2 separate regions of the Sus scrofa genome follow, and region 1 is linked to region 2. Evidence: chromatin contacts called from public HiChIP or PLAC-seq data. All regions are on one chromosome and are shown on one strand. The core of a region is the stretch at or near the end of the contact, and the rest is flanking DNA. Distances in the headings are between cores, read along the strand shown. Region 1 holds the start of ANKRD33 (ankyrin repeat domain-containing protein 33). Region 2 holds the start of SLC4A8 (electroneutral sodium bicarbonate exchanger 1).

Evidence for each region. HiChIP or PLAC-seq counts read pairs in DNA pulled down with a chosen protein or histone mark.
Region 1: a contact with region 2 is called in an H3K27ac HiChIP or PLAC-seq map of alveolar macrophages. The contact joins the promoter of ANKRD33 here to the promoter of SLC4A8 in region 2. A contact is called at or near these places in 1 of 47 Hi-C or Micro-C datasets (embryonic fibroblasts) and 1 of 2 datasets of contacts at active chromatin or transcription factors (alveolar macrophages).

Annotation. Positions count from the first base shown.
Region 1 is chr5:17,246,032-17,249,499 of Sscrofa11.1, forward strand. ANKRD33 (ankyrin repeat domain-containing protein 33) reads left to right here and starts at 1,309. Exons shown (of 5, transcript XM_021091670.1): 1 at 1,309-1,878; 2 at 2,209-2,753; 3 at 2,927-3,067. The coding sequence starts at 2,255.
Region 2 is chr5:16,840,999-16,844,808 of Sscrofa11.1, forward strand. It overlaps SLC4A8 (electroneutral sodium bicarbonate exchanger 1), which reads left to right and starts at 1,669. Exons shown (of 25, transcript XM_013988274.2): 1 at 1,669-1,948. The coding sequence starts at 1,904.

The sequences.
Region 1 (3,468 bases), core at 59-2,558, 400 kb after region 2:
GAAGGCCCTGACATCATCGAGTTACTCAGTCAACACCAACAGCTTCTTATCTTTGAACTTTTTATCTTGTATGAAGAATAAACCTCTACTTGTTTAAGCCACACATGTCAGTTAGGGTTTAATTACTGGTAACAGAAATAAATCTGGCTAGTTTAAATAAAGAAGCAGGCTCTAGGTCTGGGAACAACTCCCAGCTTTGAGAGGCACATGACCTCTGCCTGTGATCCAGAAAACAAGTCACTACTACAGGAAGCTGACGAATCAGGAAACTGCTCACTAGACCCCCCCAACCGTATCTGTCACAATTTGTGACAGCAAAACGGATGTCCCATGCTACTTAGCTCTATTCCAAATTTGTGTCTTACACAAAAGCAGAACTTAAATCACAGATTCCTAGCTCACAAGAATCTGGGAAGTGTCATTATACCTTTCCAGCTTTTACAGTTTTGGAAGCAGGTTGAGCAGCCAGCCTATGGCAGCAACCACACCCCTGAGGTCAGTTTTTGGTTACAACACCTGACTGATACACTGCATAAAAAGCAGCAAGGACCAACCCCCAAAACAGCACTGAGTGAAAAGAACGAACACAATAAGCTCTGTAGCACAATCTAAGGTGTGAGTTAAAATAAAACAAACCACCACTACTTTTTTCAATGAAATGTATGTTGTCACGAATATATGTGTCATCGAGTTCCCATTGTGGATCAGTGGAAATCATGACTAGGAACCATGAGGACGCATGTTCCATCCCTGGCCTCGCTCAGTGGGTTAAGGATCCGGTGTTGCCATGAGCTGTGGTGTAGGTTGCAGACGCAGCTCCGATCCCATGTTGCTGTGGCTCTGGTGTAGGCCGGCGGCTACAGCTCCGATTACACCCCTAGCCTGGGAACCTCCATATGCCACTGGAGCGGTCCTAGAAATGGCAAAAAGACAAAAAAAAAAAAAAAAAAAAAGGTAATTTAACTTAAAGAATAATTTAATAATAATTTTATTAATTTAATAAATAATGGGAGTTCCTGTCATGGCTCAGTGGTTAACTAATCCGACCAGGAACCATGAGGTTGCAGGTTTGATCCCTGGCCTTGCTCAGTGGGTTAACGATCTGGCGTTGCCGTGAGCTGTGGTGTGGGCCAGCAGCTACAGCTCTGATTAGACCCCTAGCCTGGGAACCTCCATATGCCGCAGGTGCGGCCCTAGAAAAGACAAAAAAATAAAATAAAACCTTCCATTAAAATAAATAAATAAATAAATAAATAATGAAAACCATAGTTTGATTTGAATAATCAAAATAATTCATTTACATGTGAATATAATTTAAATATTTTATATTTAATGTACCACATCAAACTAATCCATTAAACTGAATATATCATAATTTCTGTACCCTAATTAAGCAATTCTTTATGCTTTAATTTCCCCAGAATCTAAAAAAATAGATCCAGGTGACCCCTGGGGCCCCTATGCCCGTCCCAGTCACCCTCTTTAGAGAGGTGTGTGACTTACAGCCTCTCCCACCCCTACCCCCCCTGCCAAGCCCGGCTCCACTCTTCAAAGCGTGGGTTTGGAGCTGGTCTCCGAAGGGGGCCGAAGGTGTGAGTTTGCAGGAGAGGCGGATCTTACTCTCAGAGCCCCCTCCTCGGGGGAGGAGCCACTCGGACTCGGGCCCCGCCCACTCTAGGCAGGCTCGTGGGGCGGGGCTCTGTCGGCTTGGGGAGGGGAGAGCACCTGCCCCGCCCTGCACCTCATCCCTAACTAACCCGGCTTGATCCAGCTCAGCCCCGAGGTGTTTGAGGCAGCTCTTTCCGTTAAGTCGAGCCATCTGTTACCTGCGTTGCTTCCTGGGGGGGAGAGTCCACCTTGAGGCGCTCCAGAGACCCGGTGAGTGCTCTCAGGAGTCTGGGGCTTACTGTGAGTCCCAGCAATGGCTACCTCCTAGGGAGCCTCCAAACCCCAGGTAAGGTCCCCTGGGAAAAAGGGAACTGCCGCTCTCCCTGAATCTCACCAGGATCCTCACTTATAGTGACTTCTACCCTCTTAGGGCTCCTGCCACTCTGCTTCCCTGCCACCGGCATGTCCTTTCTCCAGGGTGAATGGGATGGGACACTCCAGTAGGAAAGGACTCTTCCTTGGGCCATTGGGGTGAGTCACAGATGCTGAGACATGTCCCAGGATTCAGAGGGACACCATTCCCCTCATTCTGTGTTATAGATGCCAGCTGCATTGAAGGGGGGAAACCCGCCTTCTTGCCCCCAGCATGGAAGAGGAGGAGCTGCCATTGCCGAGGGGAGGGCTGGACGTGTCTGATGCCTCTATCCCAGGCTGCACGCTGGGGGCCCTGTACTGGGCCTGTGTCCGAAATGACTCTGCCCAGCTCCAAGCCATCCTGGATGATGGGGTCTCCCCAGAGGAGGCCACCCAGGTGGACGGCAATGGGAGGGTGAGTCACCCCACTCGTCCTGGGAATTTCAGGATGGCATCCACTGCCTGGGTCCTCAGGAGGAAGGGAGAGAGTGGGTCTTCACAGGAACTGGGACATCCCTGGGTCAGATGTGGATTTAAAGGGCCCAGGGCCCCCAAGAAGCTCCAGGAGGGAAGCACGGGGGCTGAGCTGCCCCTCCCCCAGACAGGCCTCATGGTCGCATGCTACCATGGCTTCCGGAGTGTCGTGGCTCTGCTCAGCCGCTGTCCTTTCCTGGATGTGAACCAGCAGGACAAAGAGGGGGACACAGCCCTCATGCTGGCTGCCCAAGCAGGTAAGAGGCTGCTGACCCCACCCTCTACCCGCCAGACCAAGGCCACAGCCCACACTCTTTGCACCAATGTTCTCTCACTCTGACACTGCCACTGCCGTGTTGGGTGGAGAGTGGATCTGGGGCTTTGTCATTCCTTTCCTGGGTAGCCAAGCTCTGCCCTTGGTGCCCTGCAGGCCACGTGCCTCTGGTGAGTTTCCTGATCAACTACTACGCGGGCCTTGACCTGGAGCGCCGGGACCAGCGGGGGCTGACAGCGCTGATGAAGGCTGCCATGCGGGACCGTTCGGAATGCGTGGCTGCCCTCCTCATGGCAGGTGCATGGGGACCAGGATGTTGTGTGGCCTCCAGTTCCTCCCCCACACCTCCCCACCAGGCACTAAGTCAGCTGTCATAGTTGCAGAGAGGAGAGAGGTGGATGGAGGATCAATCTAGGCTGACTTCCTGGAGGAGGAGAGTGTGCTGGAGCTTCTCACCAGCAACAAAGTCCAGCTCCTGATAGCTCTGTTTAAGTGGTGAATGGCAGTCCCAGAAAAGAAAACTTGGGAGGATAACCTAGACTGGCTGGAGAACCTAATACAAAAAAAAAAAAAAAGATTGTTATCTGGAACCAGACTCTTTGGTGCCCATCCTGGCTCTGCTGCCCGCTGAGTGACCCTGGGCAGGTGGCTTTCCTCTCTGGGCCTCACCAGTGTAATGAGGTCAATGGCCTTCTCTG
Region 2 (3,810 bases), core at 419-2,918:
CACAGCTGCAGCAACAGTGGATCCTTAACCCACTGCCACCACAGCAGGAACTCCTTATTTTCTCTTCTGAATTTTTATAATCTTTATTGTCTGTACTACTCATATGGTTCTTGTTTTATGTTCTATTATCTTGTCATCATATTAACGTATATCCTTTTTCCCTGATTATAGACTCTAAGCCCTTTGGAGATGTGTATTTTATTGTAGATTTCCATGCATCTCAAGTGCCATTTGGGCTTGTGGTTAGTAAGTGTTCAATATGTTTTTGGTTAGACTGAATTAAGAGCACATATATTCACTTATGTGTTTATAAATTATGTATAAGTTTTTATATACTTATATAACTTACATATACTTATGTAAGATATATTTATGACTATGTTCTATGTGCCCAGCATTCTTTGAGGCTCTATGGAGTATATAGAAGGGCATAAGAAAAATAATTATTGCCTTCAAAAACTTACTATATTATAGTAAACTGAAGTCAACATATAATTAAAGCATGTAACCACAGCATGGTAACTGCTTTAAGAAAAGTACAAAGTGCTACGAGGATTCAGAGGAGGAAGTGATAACATCTCTTAGGGGTGTAGGGGAGAGTGGAGTAGAGAAAGGCTTCTTGGAAGAAGTAGCCTTTGAGACTGACTTCGAAGGATGATTAAGATTTTGATGGGCAAAAATGGGAGTGAATTCCAGACTCAAGACAGGATTAGTGAGGAGAGCAATAGAGGCTGTGGCAATGAACACTAAGACTCAGAAATGGGACCAAGGCCTTGAACCAGAGATCAGAAATATGGTTCTGCCTCAGGGACACTGAAGCACAACCTTGTTTCAAATTTCAGGGCCAATGCAAGGAGGGGTAGGCAGGTTTTGAAACTTTAACATGCACCAGATTACGTTCCCCAAGTGTAGGTTCTTTGGAGGTTGAGAATTATTTGCAATTGCTCTTTTTCTTTTAATAGTGTGGACTGGCTTATGGTCTGATGTGGTGGTGGACATAAAACAAAAGACCCTCTTCCTCCTTTTGGAGCCAGAGGTTTGGTTGGATTACAGCCAGCCTCTCTTTTTTTAAAAACCCAAATCAGATTGAATGTGTTACTCATGGTTTTCTAAAGTTGCCTTAGATCAGTAGGTCTTCTGTTAAATAATTTGCCCTAGATCATTTCTTGTAACAGTTGGAAACATTTTTGTGTAATTATTTCAACAGTCATCCTTAGCTCAACTCTCTGTTTTTCACTGCCAACCTGGAGCCCAGGGAGAAGATCTAAATCATAGTGAGTCCATGGAGGGGGTCTGATCACTTCCTGACTGCTTCCCTTTAATGTTCTTTAATCTGGCCACTAGCTCGAGGATTAACAAGTAATTTTAGAAGGCCCCTCCCCCTCATCCTCGGTTGCTTCCTTCTGCGACCCCAAGGGATGGTTCTCCAGAGTTTAAAAATCATAACCCGAGAAATAAAATCACAATAGACAAACCCGACACTTCCTCAGTTTTCAAGGGTCAGGTGCATCCGCAGATGGAAGCACGAGATTTTCGATTGGTAGCAAGCAGTTGGAGAGACCTTCAAGCCCAGAGGCCCCTGAAGGGAGGGAGAAGGTTTCCAAGGCAACCAGGCCCCGGAGCTGTCGGCTCCCCAGGCTCCCCCCTCCTCCTGGTAGCCCAGGGTACCGCCGGACAGCGTCCTCCTGTGCTCCGCGCCCTGATTGGCCGCACAGGCCGCGCGCTGATTGGCTGCGGCGAAGCCTCGCGGGCCGGTGGCTATGGAGGCGGCGGCGGTTGATGGTTGACCGTTGGCTCCAGGGTAGGGGTCGCCGCTTGGGCGATCCGCTCAAACCAGACCAGAGCGCGTGGGCTGCTAACGCTCGGCCTGGAGCCGGCGGGCGAGACCTAGTTGGGCTCCGCCATGCCGGCTGGGAGTAACGAGCCGGACGGCGTCCTCAGCTATCAGGTAGGGCCCCGCCTCCCGCCCCTCCCCGGGGCTCAGCCTCCTCATCCTCTGCCCACCCGCTTTCCTCTGCCCCCGAGCCGGGGCTCCGCAGGCCACTCCCTGAGGGCAAGGGGAGGCCAGCCCGAGACACCAGGGGGCGCTCGGGGCGATCGGGGATCGGGCCCGGGCTGCGAGAGGGTGACCTTGGGCCAAATCCGGGAGCCGGCGGATCGCTGTCGCATCCCTTACGCGGCCGACTGAGTAGCCCTGACGGCCCGCGGCCGGTGACCTCTGTTCCTCGGATCCTCGTTGCTGGGAAAGAGGCCTTGCAGTGTCCTGCTGAAACATGGGAGAGAGGGTAGCCAGGAACCTTGCTGTGGTGGGGCAGGTTCTTCTCTTTGTGTTTTTATTTCTGACGGTTTCTGCTTCCTCACGGGCTCAGAGAAAGAGCTGGAGAAACTGGAGTCTGGGACCAAACCCTGTTTGTGTGGCCAGCTTTGTGACTTCCTTCATCCCATTGCATAGATAGCTGACAAGTTCTAGGTGGGGAAGTAGAAAGGGGCCGGGGGAGGTGCTGAGGAGTCAGGAACAGGTGTTTATTTAGAGGAACGAGGAAACCAGGTTTCAGTAACTGATAACCCAACTGTAGGGGTGGCTCATGTAAGGTAAAACAGTGGACTAGGTGTCAGAGACTGTAGGTTCAAATCCTGCATCTATTTCACACAGGTTTTATGACCTGGAGTAAGTCACTTGCTTCTCTGAACCGCATTTTCCCCTTCAAGTAAAATGGGAATGATATTTACGTTGCTTACCTCACAGGGTGGTTTTGAGGTGCTGTTTGTGAAAGGGCTTTGCGAAATGATGATGTTTACTGTGTGGCAACCAGTATGTGAGTGGTAGCTCATTCAATCCTCACTCCCCCTTTCCCGTGCGGATCAGGTGATGATATAGTTACTGCTCTGGAAAGAGGTATTGAAGGGAGGTCAAATCCGAAGTGAAGGGCTGCCAAGGGAATGATGGACCTTCTCAGAAGGATGACAGGTCTTGAAACAAGTGCCATGTTGACGTCAGGATGCTTTCTGTGAAGAGGTAGAGAAAACTCTTGAGTTTGTAGCAAAATGGGTATCAGATACTGACTCACTTCTCTAATTTAGGGTAATAGTTTGCTACTGGAAGGTCCATCATTCCTTCTTTGCTTGCTCCATCAAAAGAGGAACCATATCTAAGACTTTGGAAAAATCTTTCCCTATCTAATCTTCCTAAGGTCTACTGAATTCAGTCTATGTTTGTGACACAGTGAGGAGCAAAAATAGGCAACGTTCTTGCCCCGTTGGAGTTTGCTATTTAGTGTGTGTGTGAATAACCATTTTTAATGAAACAATCACACAAATAAATGTATTATTATAAACTGTGATGCATGCCTAGAAAAAAAGATATGCAGAACTGTGTGTTATCGTTCCAGCTTTGGTCTCATATCAGAGAAGATTTTTGCTAAGGGAGGTAATTTGGGCAAAGAGCTCAAGAATAAGTGTCAGCTGAGGGAGGTGGGAGATCAAAAGGCCTTAGAGACAAAGAACAACAGAGGGGGCAGATCTGGTTTGAAGACCTGAACAAAGTCCAGTATGGCTGGAGCTACAGGAAGCAATGAGGGGAATGGTATGAGATGAACTTTGGGATCATAACCTATAGAGAGAGGGCGGGGGGAGAGAAGAAAGCCAGAGAGAGAATGAGAGCCAATGAGATCATGACCAGATTTTCCTCCTGAAAGATCTCTCTGGCTGCAGTGGGGAGAACAGGCTGGAACGAATATGAGGAGACAGTGTCCTTAACATGCAGAATGTGTTCCATTTGTATTGCCAAGATCACAATAACCCCCAGGCTTC